Regions from separate parts of the Mus musculus genome. Here region 1 is linked to region 2. A link is a contact called in public Hi-C data. All regions are on one chromosome and are shown on one strand. The core of a region is the stretch at or near the end of the contact, and the rest is flanking DNA. Distances in the headings are between cores, read along the strand shown. Region 1 has its middle 51 kb from the start of Gm30998. Region 2 overlaps Sdk1 (sidekick cell adhesion molecule 1).

Region 1 (7,097 bases), core at 4,407-6,906, 240 kb after region 2:
TTACAGATGCATTCGACCACACTTGACCATTTCTTAACATGGGTTCTGGGGAATCCACACTCGGTCCCTGGCGCTTGTCAATAAGCACTTTACCAACTGGATTAACTCCCATCTCTTAATTTTTTTATTAAAAAATTCTATATGGCTCAGGAGTTAAGAGCAGGGACCTGCTCTTCCAGGGGACCCAGGTTCAATTCCCAGCACCTACATGGCAGCTCACAACTAGCTGTGTTCCAGGAGAATATACTGCCCTCTTCTGGCCCCTGTGGGTATCAGGCACACAGGTATATAAGCACACATGCAGGCAAAACACCCAAATTGGGTACAAGCTGGGTCTGATGGTTCATACTTATAATCTCAACACTGAGAAGGTTGAGACAAGAGGATTGCTATGAGTCCCAGGCAAGTTCCAGTGCATTTGACGCAGGCCATTGCTACAGACAACTGACTCTACCAACCATGTATATAACAATACACATACCTTAAAAATTCTCAGAAAAGATAGTCATCAAAATCTCAATGACAATCAACGATTAAAGTTATTGGAAACCTATTTTTCTTTATGTGTCTTTGCATTTTGAGAGTTATTTTTAAATAAACATAAAATTCTATAATTTTTCTTTTACAAATAAAGTTCTAAAGAGCCCAATAATAAAAAAAAAAAATTCTAGCACTGTTTTAGTGGTTTGTATTTTATCTAAGTTAAATATCCATATGGAGCAGGAACAACTTTCACTTCCTGTTCTTCCCACAGTTCCACGGGTCACACTGCATGAAGTAAGAGTTGCCTGACGGGCGTTGATTGACAGTGGTATTTAGATGTTGGACTCGGAGGCGAGATTATCGAACATGGCTAAGAACTAAATTGCATGGCTGAGCTTTGGCTCTACAATCTTAATAACTGAAAACTCAAGGCTCCAAGTCACTGTGTTTTATTATAAATGATTCTGCCTCCCAAGACTCCTTCAGTTTTGAAATCTTGCCAAAGGGTTGTTTCTCGTCCTAATGCTAGCGAATGGGCAAGTCTTCAAATGATATCCTTATCCCACAAGTCATGATGAGAGAGGCAATACTTACACGTGTTATTTGAAAAGCCTTGCATGGACTTGTGGTCTCTGACTTAGTAGCTGGGTCTGTCTAGGAAAACTTCAGAAGGTAATAAAGCCTTATTTTACATTTTGAGTAGCCCCATTCATTTATATCTGACATCTATTGCTGCATTACAAACCACAAATCTCAGTTGTAAAAAAAAAAAAAAAAATAGCAGACAGGGCTGAGGAGATGGCCAAGTCAGTATAGCACGTGCCATGTGCAATGGTTAACTTTAATCTTCAACACAACCTAGAATAGTCTAGGAATAAAGTCTCAATCGAGGCGTGTCTGCATCAGGCTGGCCTGTGTGTATGTATATGGGGAGTTATCTTAATTAAAGGTAGGAAGACCCAACCCACTATGGGTGACACAATTCCCTAGGCAAGGAATCCTGAACTGTTTAAGTGAGGAAACATTGAGCTGAGCACAAGCAAGCCAGCAAGAAGCATGCACAATCACTCACTGCTCTTGACTGTGCCTGTGACATGACCAGCTGTCACGGGCTCCTGCCACCGTGCCCCTCCCTCAGGGGTAGACCTTAGACTTGTGGGCTAAAATAAACCCTAATTTTCTTTTCACCCTCGTATTTTATTATAGTAACAAAATCAAAACTGGGACACCATGCAAGCCTGAGTACCTGAATTTGACCCTCAGACCATGTAGAAAATCCAGGCATTGTGGCATATACTTGTAATCCCAGGGCTGTATCCAGCCTAGCTAAACCAGTAAGCCCAAGGTTCAGTAAGAGATCCTGTATCAAAAAGTAAGGTGGAAGACGATCTGGGAAGCCACTTGACACTGACCTCTGGCCTTCATACACATACATGCATACATGTACCTGTACATACATGTGCACATACACTTATCATGTGCTTCCTGGGCTCATCTGGGAATCAGTTCTGTCACCCTCTGCCATCTACTCCCATGATACGAGCTTCAAGTCTTATTACATGGGCTCACTATGGAGATCCAGGTTTCACAGTCAGAAGCTATTCTGAGGAAGCTGTTATGAAAAAAAAAATTAAGTACATAACACATTTCAAATATCTCTCCTGTGGTGGTTTGAATAAAAATATGCATTCTCATAGACATAGGGAGTCACTATTAGGAGGTATGGCCTTGTTGGAGGAAGTGTGTCACTGGGTAGGGGTTTTGAGGTTTCAGATGTGCAAGCCAGGTGCAGTGTGTCACTCTCTCTCTTTCTGCTGCCTGCAGATCCAGATGTAGAACTCTCAGCTCCTTCTCCAGCACCATGTCTGACTGCAGGCTGCCATGCTTCCTGCCATGATGATAATGGACTAAACCTCTAAACTGTAAGCCAGCCCCAATTAAATATCTTCCTTTATAAGAGTTGCGATGGCTACAGTGTCTCTTCACAGCAATAGTAACCCTAATTAAGACATGCCCCATGCCATGTGTACTAACTCCTTATGTCTTTGTGGGCGCTCACACAAGCGCGGGCGTGTGTGTGTGTGTGTGTGTGTGTGTGTGTGTGTGTGTTGTGGCTTTGGTCATGGCAGGTCCTACATGACTTTACCCTTGGAAAGGAAAAGAGAGTATGAAAGTAGGTCAAGTCCATCCTGTAATACAGCTCTGAGCAAGGCATTTCTTGAATGAGCGCCGTATGCAGAGACAGGCAGGGCCTGACAAGTAGGCTGGAGTACCAAGAAGGAAAGAGAGATGCCCAACCTTCACAGCCTGTTCCCATCACCCACTGGGCATCTGCAGAGCGGAGTAAAGGGTTAAAGCTGTCAATAAAAGCCGGCCTCGGGTCTCTGAAACGTAACCTAGGAAACTGTTACCATAACCCACACAGTTGAGACCCACACAGAAGAGAAACAGTGCCTCTAACAAAACAGGTAGCTCAGGCATGTGCCACCCCAACTGTGTGACCTCCAAAGTTAGAGATCTTCCCTGCCACTAAGAGCTGGTGAAGTCAGAGTGCCTCTTTGGGTGTTTCCTAGGCAACATCCAAATGTTTGAGGCACCCTAGTACCTTCATGTGAAGGCATTACAAAAGAAATGAAATTTCCCTTTGTGTTGTCACAAAGAATAGCACACTGGGTACCTGTGCTTCACCCCAGGGTGCAAGCTGTGGAATTTCTGATGAGACATCCTATTAAGAACTTCTTCAAGACATATCTCCATCTTTCTCTCTCCCTGAAGGGAAAAATAAATTCAGTGTATCCATACAGTGTATCTACAGCTGCATCCAAAGTACCTGGAGGAACGACTCAAATTATTCATTTTGGCTCATGGTTTCTGGGGCTTGGTACATGGTCACTATAAGACTGTTAGAACCCAGCTGCTGCCCAGACCTCAGAACCTGCAGCCACTCTCTCCTCTCACAGATGCCACAGCACATCAACTGTCTGTCCATGGTTTTAGCAGCTCTTCTAACCAACTCTCTGTCCCTAACAATCCACCTCAGTGACCCCCCCCCCCGAGACCTGTATCAGAGACTTTTCAGTTGTGTGGCTCTGGGTACTGGGCAGAATGTCATGATGGCTGGGGTGTGTGGTGGGCATGGTTCTTAACTTGACAACAGACAAGAAGAGAGAAAAAGAAGTGTCCCAGAACAAGATGCCTCCCAGGACACACCTCAAGCCACCTCCTCACCAGGAACTACTACTTCCAGCTAGACTCAACTTCCAAACATTTCTGGAAACTCCCAAAATAGTGTCCCCATCAGGAACCAGTCATGCTGCCAGTGTAGGTAGGGGTGGAGTGTTTAAAACTGTCTAGGGTGGCAACTGTGTTCTTTGAGAAAATGGATACCAATGAGACATCTGTTGGCTTAGCTCTTCTCTTCCAGTTGGTGTGAGTATAACTTGTTATATCTTGGCCAGGACGCGGAAACAACATCAGATGGAGTGATGAATATGGTTCAGTAGATAAAGTGGTCACGGCACAAGCATGAGGACCTAAGATCAAGGCCTTGGTGCCCATGGAAAAATCCAGGCACAACATCGCATGCTTCTAATCCAGGTACCACAGCACATGCTTCTAATCCCAACACAGGGCAGGGAAGATGGGTAGACTCCAGGGACCAAGCTAGCCAGGCTCACCTAATCATCTAACTCCAGGACCAGTGAGAAACCCTTGTCAGAGGCCACACACATAGGTAGCCTCGGCAACCCCGTCTTGTATGGAGTCTCCACCTCGTATTAGGCTGAATTCTAAGAAACAACCAAATTCCCAGAAACGGCTCCTAGCCCCAGGTTTCCCACATGAACTTAGCCTAGGCTTAGTTGGTCAGCACCCAGTCAGGACTGAAACCTAGCAGCTGCTAAAGTGGCTCTGACTGACTGATCTCTATCCAGACTCGGTTGTCAGAAAAGCCATCTGAGGTATTTGACAAGTATTAACACACTCTAAATGCCCGGTGTGAAAGACAGATGGAAATGTTCAGCCCTTACCTCTTACCCCTCCTGTTTGTTTGTTTTTGTTTGGGGGTTTTTGTTTGCTTGCTTGTTTGCTTGCTTGCTTGCTTGCTTGCTTTAAAAGGTTACTCTGTCCTGCCCTGCTGACAGAGTTTGAATCCTGAACCCAGCCATCTCCCTGATATACAAGACTTTGAATAAAGAAACTTTTGTTGTCTCAGACTTGGTTTTCATGGTGATTTATTCCCACCTTCTCAGGCTCTAATACCCCATCTCAAAAAAGGAGTGATTGGGGCTGGAGAGATGGCTGTTCTTCCAGAGGTCCTGAGTTCAATTCCCAGCAACCACATGGTGGCTCACAACCATCTGTAATGAGATCCGATGCCCTCTTCTGGTGTGTCTGAAAACAGCGATAGTGTGCTCATATACATAAAATAAATCTTTTTTTTTTTTTAAAAAAAAGGAGTGATTGAGGAAGACACCTCTGTCCTCCACATGTGCATACATGATCAAACACATACATACATGCGCACACACATACACACATATACACTACACATACCATACACAAATGCACACACACATACACACATGCACACATGCATACACACACACACACACACACACACACATGGGGGTTCTCAAATGTGCATATAACTAAGAATAAAACAAATCCTGAGTTCAAATGGGCCTCTTCAGCCCTACATTAGCAGCCTTTCTTGTCGCTATGACAAAAGTAACACAAGGACAGAGGGTTTATTTTAGCTCATGGTTGACAGGCTAGAGTCTATCTTGGTGGGCAAAGCACCCACCATGGTCACGAGGCATCTGGTCACACAGTGTCCACATCCAGGAGAGAGGGAAATGGGGAGTGCTGGTGCTCAGCCTGCTTTCTCCTCCCCTCTGAGGTTTTCCTTTGTATTCGACCTGGGATTCGATGCAGCGCAGCCCACACGCCTCAGCTAACTCTATCCAGAAATGTCCTCACAGACTTGTCCAAAGGTGTGATCAGTGAATCACAGGACACTTCAAAGACACCCCCGGCAGCTGAGGACCAAGTGTTCAAACCCAGGAGGTCATAGGAGGCACTAGGAGCCTGTGGGAGGATGCTTCAGACTCGAGTCACAAACAACAGAAAGACCTTGAGAGCCATCAGTGTGGTCACCAGCAGCTGCTGAGGGGTGACTCAGCCCTCGGTAGCTGGCATCGCTTCCATTCACAGTGTGTTCCGAAGAGCTGGGTGGATGGATACTCAGCCAGCACCAAAATAGAATTCTTCAGAGACAAGACAGCTGAAAGGGCCTGGGAAATCTCCGGCAATTCATACCGCTGCAAAAAAGTAAACTCCCGCCTTGCTTCCTGAATTTCAGAGTGATTTCTCCCTGACTTCCTCCTGTGGGCTTTTGTGAGTCAGCTTCACTGAATATCCCTGGTGGAGGGGCAGTTTTAGGGTAACAGGCGTGAGGGCGCAGGGGCTCCACACTTCCGTGGGATCAGCAGCAGTAAGGGCAGGTATACAGAGGTAACAAATGAGCAGTAGCCCAAACTAAACGTGGCCCCACCCCTCCTCACAAACATGCCAAAATCACTTTTAGACTCTACATCTTTGATGCTTTATATCCATTTGTCTGTCTAGAGACAGAGTCTTGCTATATTGTCCAGGCAAGCCTCGAGTTCATAATCCTCCTGCCTCTGCCTCCTGAGGGCTGGAATTACAGGTGTGAACCACCCTGCCCAGCTATGTGTGTGGCACACATGTGAGTGTGTAAGTATACACACGCACGGAGGTCAGAGCAGAATGCTGGCTGCCTTCTTCAGCTACAAGGCAAGCTCAAGGCCAGCCTGGCCTACATAAGATTTTGTCTCAAAACAAACGAAGTAACAAACCCTGGATTGGTCCAAAGGCCTCAGCCACTAGATTACTCAATTTTTTAGAAACAGGATTTGATACATCACTCAGGTTAACCTGAGCTCAGAGTCCAGCCCAGGCAGGCTGACTTCAGCCTTATGACCCTCCTCCCTCAGCCTCCTGAGTGAGCACCTGGATTACACACATACACCACCAGCACACTAATTTATTTCTCTAATCAAATACAATGTTTGCTCAAATGTCATCCATCAATGTTATCACTTTTACTCGCTCTCTCTCTCTCTTTGTGTGTGTGTATCTGTCTGTCTGTCTCTCTCTCTCTCTGTTTGTGTGTGTGTGTTTCTATCTGTCTGTCTGTCTCCATGTCATTTGTTTGTCTGACTGCCAGATGAGCCTATTCTCCTTCTGTCACACTTACTTATTTTGTGTCATGAGTTTTCTCTTTCTAGAACCCCTCATGTCCTGAGGCTTGGCGACAAGTGCCTTTTCCCACTGAACCATTACACAATTCCCAAGCCTACTATTCTCTTTTGCCTGAAGTTCTACGGGTTGTGGCAGAGGTAACAGAAGCCGAGGCAGATACCGAGGAAGTTTTAGATTTTGACTGTCAACTTAATTGGATCTGGAATCAGCTAAGACACACACCCTGGATGGGTCTTTGAGGATGTTAGCAGGAAAGATTGACTTGGGGGTGGGGTAAATGGGTGGCACCGCCCAGGGTCTGCAGGGAAGACAGCTGCTCACTTGCCTGT
Region 2 (7,364 bases), core at 1,652-4,151:
GATAGCCATACAATGACTTCTCGTCATGCTCCTTGACCACCACAGGAAATCTGTAAGGCGTGAGGAGCTTGGACTCGGCCTCCCTACTTATTAGTCTGTCAGATCCTTTTAGTTCTGTTGCAGGGACTTGAGGCTCAGTCAGTGAAGGGCCTGCTACAGAAGCCTGAGGATCCCCAGCACCCATGATAAAGCCAGGCTGGGAAGCACATACCTGTAGTCTCATCACTAGACAGGGAGGAGCAAGAGATCTCAAGGCCTTGTTGGCCCAGTCTAGCAGAATCAGCCAGCTCCAGGCTCAGGTAGAGAGGAGACATCAAAAATTAAGGGGGAGACTGATAGATGAGACCTCTGGCCTCCACATCTATGTGAACGTGTGCATACACACATCCACAAATACCTACATGTATATACATGCAACAAACATACATGACATATACACTCCACTCATACACACACATACACACACCACCCATAGAATATACATACACATACTACACATACCACACATAATCATACCACATATATACTTCCCATACACATATATCACATATATGCTTCTCATACACATATACATATTTTCCATATACATGTATATACCACATATATACATCTCACACACACATACATATCACATATGTGCTTCACATACACATATTATACATATCACATTTATACTTACACACACACACGCATACATATCAAAGATACATACAGCGTGCACACACATCACATGTGCACATACCACATATATACTACACACTTACCATTACAAATACCATTTCTGGAAACAGAGGTCAATGGGTATATGAACCTCAGCTGTGGGACCAAAGTCAGTATCACCAGGATGAGCTTCACCGGGTTCAGAGTCACCAGGGTGAGGGTCACCAGGGTCAGAAGCCCAGAAAGTGTTCTGTGTAGAGAAGGCTGAGAGAAGTCTCTTCCTGGACAGGGGGCTCTTAGGGAGAGCTGCACCCCTAAGGGGAGAGAAGAGAGGAGTGGGAGGCTATCTCAGAGGGGACACTATAAAGAATGGTGACTGGATGTACTGTCTTAGAGGGGATAGGAGACAGGTGCTCTAGATCTAAGGCTGGTTTATTCCAATGGATATAGTGAGCTCCCCCCAAGGGATCATATTAAGAGTGGGGCCTTTGGAAGGTAATTGTGACATGAGTGTGGAACCCCCTTGTATGACGTTAATACCTTTATTAAACAGACTGGGATAAGTCATGAGCATAGAGCACCTGCCTAGAATCCCCCAGTAGGGGGCTAAAGTGTGGCTCAGTGGTAGAGCCCCTGCCTAGAATCCCCCAGTGAGGGGTTAGGAGTATTAGTCATTAGTAGAACACTTGCTTAGAATCCCTCAGTTTGGGCCCAGGGTTCAATGGCATACATTGAAGTACCTCCTAGCATACATGAGGCTCTGGCTTCCATTCCCTACATTGCATTTAAAATGAAAAATAGTACATCAGAGAGTTCCCAACCTCTTAATACCATGTGAGGGTTCCAATCATAAGTAGGCTGTCACCATCACATGCCAGTCCTGCGCTTGCAGTCTCCACAATTGGGAAGTGATGGTTTCTGTGGTGTGTGTTACAGCAGCCTGAAGCATCTCAGACTCAGCAGAGGCTGCTAGCCTGGAACCTGGGTAGCCAAGGCCAGAATAGAGGCGTTCTCTTTTAAATTCATTGAGCCAGACCATCATCAGCATACTCCAAGTAAAGGCAGGCAGCCTCTTATGTGGGAGCCTTACGATGGGCTAGCCGAGTCCACAAGGGAAGCTCTGTCACCAAGGACTTGGCCATTTGGGAGTCCTGGGGGATGGGGGTTGGGGTGGGGCTTGAAAAGCCAGAGGGAGGCCAAGAGAGCCAGTGGCTGAGAAGCCCCAGCTCACAGATTAGGACCAGAAGAATCCAGAAGGAAATGCAGACAGCTATTTCCCACTCACAGGATAAGAACATTAGGCTGGGGAGACAGCTCAGTAAGAACCCAAGCTCAGTTCCAAACTCGTGTAAAGATCAGGTGTGGTGGTGCATGCTACAGGGGGCGCCCTGGCATGGTACATTCAGTAGACTCTGGGTTCAGTGACAGACTCTGTGTCTAAAACCAAGGTGGAGTGGGCTTGGAAAGATGGGTCAGCAGTTAAGAATACTAGTTGCTGCTGCAGAGGACCCAGTTTCGGTTCCCAGCACTCACATAACAGCTCACAGTTATCTGGAACTCCAGTGGCAAGGGATCCAGTGTTCTCCTCTGATTGCCACAGGAACCAGGGACACAAGCAGTATGCGTACATACATGCAGGCAAAACACTGAAACACATAAAATAAGTAAATCTACAGTAAAGGAAAGAAAAAGCAAGCAAGGAAAGAAGGTGAGGCAGCTGCCTCAGGAGGGACAGCAAGGCTGACCGATGGCCTCTCACACATGCACAACCACATATGTGTATGTGGGCATTCACACACACACACGGTCGTGAACACAAACACACACAGAGAGAGAGAGAGAGAGAGAGAAAGAGAGAGAGAGAGAGAGAGAGAATTTAACAGTAAAGCAAGAAACAAGTGGAAACTAAAACTATACTAAGCAGGAAGAAAGGCAGCCTCCTTGAGAAAAGAGCTCCACAAATCCTGCCCTTCTCAAAGCATGCAGCCTCCTTGCCAGCGGAGATCAATCAAGGGCTAAGGAGAATCCCCTTAACAACTCATTAGCTTGCAAGAGTTCCGGATCTGCTCTGGGAACTGGCCTTTGGGCCTCCCCAAGCCTCTAGTTTCTTCCTGGTTGGGTTGTACCTTTGCCAGAAATGCAAACCCCATCTGTCCCTCTGCCGCCATGCCCTCCAGCACCCCTCGTTTGGGGAAGCTTCATTTGGCTCAGGCACAGGGACACCACTCCGAAACCACGGGGTCTGAGTATCTGCGAAGTTGCAAGTTTTCCTGCTGACGGCAGAGTTTCAGCCAGGCAGGGTGTGTGGGGCTGGCAGGTTTCCACATAGTTCTGAGATGTCTCCCCTTCTGCTGGGCTCCGAATGAAAGGACAGCTGCTTCCTTGTCAGTCCTTCCTCCATGTACCCTCCTCTCCATCTGTGTGACACCCTTGACATGGAGTTAATGACTGAAGTCCTTAGAGTGTAGGGTGCTGAGCAGACACCAGGTTCCTCTAGCAGGGACATTCAGTATCCTGCGTAGGCCACCTGATTTCCCCAAAGCTTCTCAGAGGCCCAGCTGAACCAAGAGACTTGTCTCATGCTCAAAACTGGAGCTGTGTAGAAACTGCTTGGCAGGGGTGGCAGGCTCTGAGACTTCTGCTTGTTAAATGAACACACATGTCCAAATAGGTCCCGCTTCCCGGCCAGCTGGTGCCAAATGCAGACTAGACGTGGTGGCAGGCAAGCCATTGGCCCTCCTGAAGGAGCCTGCCACCTCCTCAGAGGGATTATGCAGTCCTTAATGCTGTGAAGGACCTGCCCCTGCCGAGTGGCGTTTGAAACACAGGCATTTCAGCTTCTATAATAAGCATTGTAAAGTACTGTTTGTCGGCTTTCAGAGAATAAAGGGGAGAAGGCCTTTCTAAATCCCATCTTCCCTGTGGGAGCTTCAATTTGTTTTATCATTAGAGTCCTGACTCACTCTGTGTCCAGTGTGCTGGTAGTAGCAAGTCACTTACTTCCAGAACACTCTAATGTGAAGGCCTGGAAGTTCACTGAGTCAGAGGAGCCAGGCAAGGATTAAAGAGTCCTGGTCTCCTTAGATAAAGACATAAAACTTTCAGTTATAGGAATGTAAGACTCTTTGCCAGGTTCTACAAGAAAAGCCAGTGGTTTAGGCAAGAATGAATCTTTGGCATCCCATGCCAGCGGCCCCATATGTTGTCCTGGTTTTTAAAAATAATTCATATGATCAATTGCATGTTAGATATACACGACTGAATGCCAAGTTTTACACTGGACCCCTGGGCACAGGGGAGAGTGGGAGCTAATACCTAAGTGTGAGTGGAATAACAGTCAGGCAGGACTGCTACAAAGTTTGCCCTGTGGCTCTGGGAGCCACACTCAAGCAGGTGGATGCTTTGCCATTAAGGGGCTGAATAGTAAATCTTTTCCTGACCACATGATCTCTGTTGTATGTGTGCATCTCTGCCATGAAGTCACAGTCATTAGCAACATACAAACTAAGGAGCATGCTTGTGTGCCAATAAAGCTTTATCAACAACAATAACAACAACAAAAAGAAAGAGAGAGAGAGAGAGAGAGAGAGAGAGAGAGAGAGAGAGGGGCGGGCCAGATTTGTCCTATGAGCTCAAGTGTACCGAGTATTGAGTGGAGCCTTGTTTGATAGGCTGTTTGCTGGCTGCCAAGCATTATAGAAATCTGATTTCCTGAGTGTTGATTGGCCAGAAGCTGTCATGTCAGATACTAATGCATAAAGTTGCTAAGCTACAGGTTAAGGTTTTGCTGCTCTTGTAGCCAGCTTTCTTTCCAACATCAGTATCTTCTTTCTCGCTTCATTATGTGTGTGTGTTCTTGTTTGTGGGTGTTTGCATGAGTATGCACATTGAGGCCAGAGGTCAACTCTCCACCTTATTTGTTGAGACAGGGTCTCTCACTGAACCTGGTGCTCACCAATTAGAACCAAGCTGGCTAGACAGCAAGGATCCTCTTGTCTCCCCCTCCCTAGCACTGGGTTACAGGCACATGCCATCCCAAGCCTCTGGCTCTTTTATGTGAGTTCCCAGGGATCGAACCAAAGTCCTCACACCTACATGGCACGTACTTTACTAACTGAGGCATCTCTCCAGCCTGGAAATTCTTCCTCCTGCTGATGCTACAGACTTTGAGTCATATTCTCCTCTAAAGCCATTTTACTGTCCTGCTGGGTCCCTCTTTGACAAGCCAAATGAGTCTTTGACACACACTGTATTTGTATGAGTTACGTTGAAGAATATGACCCGAACCTGACAGAGGTGGGTGGGAGATAGCCTGAGGTTGCAGGATGGGGACATCTGCCCGTGCAGAGAGGGAGAGCAGCAGCTGCTGTTCGTGGATGTTTTCAGAAGAGGGAACCAGAGAGCAGGGGGTAGCCATCTTTAGAGGCTTCCAGAAGCAGTAAAGCAGAGAGCAGGTGCTCATGGAGGCTTCCAGAAGTAGGAGCAAGAAAGTAGAGGCAATTAAGGAAGCTTCTAGAAGGGACTGACAGTTGCCTAGAGAAGGCAGGAGGAGGAGCAGACGTGTTTGAACCATATTGGAGAACTTTCATGGACAGAGGTGCCTGAGGTTATGTGGTGACTTCAGGTAACAACAAGCAGAGATTTGGGGAACATGGTAGGCAGAGCCAGACAGTGAGATAGTACCCACTGGTCCTGGCAGTCACCTGTCCCACCTCCAACTCAGAGACATGCAGAAAGGGGAGGGAAAGGTCAGGGATGTGTGACCATGGCTCACACCTCAGTCATAGTCCATTGTCCCAGTTGACTTGCTTAGAGCCCTGAAATCCTAGGTTGAACTCAGCAGAATGGAAGACCAATAGCAAACCAGACATCCCTCCATAGTGTGTAGTGCACACACCAGCTATGGGGCAACAGCAATGTGGGGGAACTGCAAATGAAAGACCTTCATCTTCTTCTCACAACACTGGCAGACTCAGGGGAGAAATACGTAGGGACCCATGGTCCTGTCCTGCTGGCTTTGGCCCTGATAGCATGAAGCTTGATCTTTGTTGATGGAGTAACAGGCTCCTGTGCTCAATGACAATAGCTCACTTGAGCTGCCTATCTCCCAGTCTTGCTGCCTTTCAATGGCCAGCCTTGCCTCATCCTCTCCTCTGAGTTGAAGCTCAAAGGGTTGCCACTTCTCTTCCAATCCATTTGGTCACATGACAGGATGGCCCTGAGTTCTAGAGCCACCACCCTGATCCATGCAGCCCCTGTGGCAGCATACATGGCAGGTGACACCTGACCAGGTCCTTACTGGGGCCATCTCCAGGGTCAGAGAAGCACCTAGAACCACCTTGAGCCAAGATGGAAGACAGACAGAGTCAAACGTGCTGGGCATGGAGGCTGAGGAGGCCGTAGAGGATACCTAGGACTAGCCTTCATTCAAGGAGGGTTTGTGAAGCTGGGCCTGGAGAGCAGAGACAGGCAGGGAAAGCATTCAGTCAGGCTGTGGAGACTCGGAGGATCAATTAAACTCTGTGAACATCCTCTGCTTCTTCACTTAGCCACAGAAGACCAGTGAAATAAAAGATATAGTGGTGGCCCTCTCTGCAGAGCTCAGGTGGCAGGAGCAGAGGCTAGACCTCCAGAGCTATCAAGATTCAAGGGGGATGTGAGCACTCTCCTGTTGCAGCCTTGCAAGTGGCCATCTCTCTCTCTTTATTGCCCCGTTTCAGCTGCCTTGTTCACTCGCAGAATCCCAGCTGCTCATTAGCCACTCTGACCTCTGGCTCTTTCTCTACCGGGTGTTTCTGGCCAGCATCCCATTTTAAGTGCTAAAACTTGAGGTGAGATTCACAGAACACTAATTTCGCCATTTTAAAGAGGACAATTCCTAAGGTTGTAGATTCCGAATGTATTTCTACCTCTTTCAAATGAGTCTCAGCACCTGAGACTTGTCTCCAAGAGCTCTTGCTCCCCTCCCACCCCAACCCTTTTCCACCCTACCCCTGCTCCCCTCCCACCCCACGCCCCTCCCATCCTATCCCACCCCTGCTTCTCTCACACCCCAACCCCTTTCCACTGAACACTGCTACCCCATCCCCCGGCATTTCAAAAAAGAGTCTCTTATGCTCTGTGGATTTGGGGACAGGCTTCTTTCACCCAGCACAGTGTTTCTGAAGTCTGTTCACCTAAAAGCAAACGCCAGTGCCAGTGTCCCATGCCTCATCATGGTGAAGTATGCTCCTTGTTCATCTGGAGATATGTGTCTTATTTTTACCCTTGAGCTGTACTGCACAGAGCACTGTGAACTGGTGTGTACAAGTGCCTTTAGGTGTATGAAAGTGAATACAGCTGTGTGAAGCTTCACATAAGTGTATGGAGGAGCATATAGGTGTGTGCAGGTATGTACACATATGCTACTGTATATATAGATATATAATTGTATGCTACTGTGGATACATACATATATACAGGTGTGTATGGGCACATACATGCATGCATGCTGTTAGTCATGTTCAGATAAATACAGGTGTGTGCAAGTGCATACAGCTGTTTGAAGGTATTTACATGGTATGCAGATCTATACACAGCTTTTGAAGTACATGTTACTATGTACATGTGCATGAATAGACATACATATACAAGCACAGGTATTGTGGGTATACTCATGTGTGCACAGATGTGAGCAGTCATATTCAGGTGAACACAGGTGTGTG

The links. Hi-C and Micro-C count contacts between places; a contact is called where the count stands out from the background.
Region 1: a Hi-C map of cerebral cortex shows a contact between it and region 2, with 3 times the contacts expected there. The contact joins two enhancer-like sites. A contact is called at or near these places in 1 of 39 promoter capture datasets (embryonic stem cells), 1 of 15 datasets of contacts at CTCF or cohesin (embryonic stem cells), 29 of 484 Hi-C or Micro-C datasets (the HL-1 cell line, cerebellum, cerebral cortex and 6 more) and 1 of 9 other capture datasets (embryonic stem cells).

The regions. Positions count from the first base shown.
Region 1 is chr5:142,308,460-142,315,556 of GRCm38.p6, forward strand. No RefSeq gene overlaps it. Among named protein-coding and RNA genes, the nearest start is that of Gm30998, 51 kb to the right of the region's middle. Within about 2 kb of position 5,657, at least 30 of the 459 cell types and tissues checked have an H3K27ac peak or open chromatin away from gene starts, as enhancers often do. A contact at or near this core is called in cerebral cortex, where this site is marked.
Region 2 is chr5:142,072,065-142,079,428 of GRCm38.p6, forward strand. All of the region lies in intron 22 of Sdk1 (sidekick cell adhesion molecule 1), which reads left to right. Among named protein-coding and RNA genes, the nearest start is that of Gm52792, 59 kb to the right of the region's middle. Within about 2 kb of position 2,902, at least 34 of the 459 cell types and tissues checked have an H3K27ac peak or open chromatin away from gene starts, as enhancers often do. A contact at or near this core is called in cerebral cortex, where this site is marked.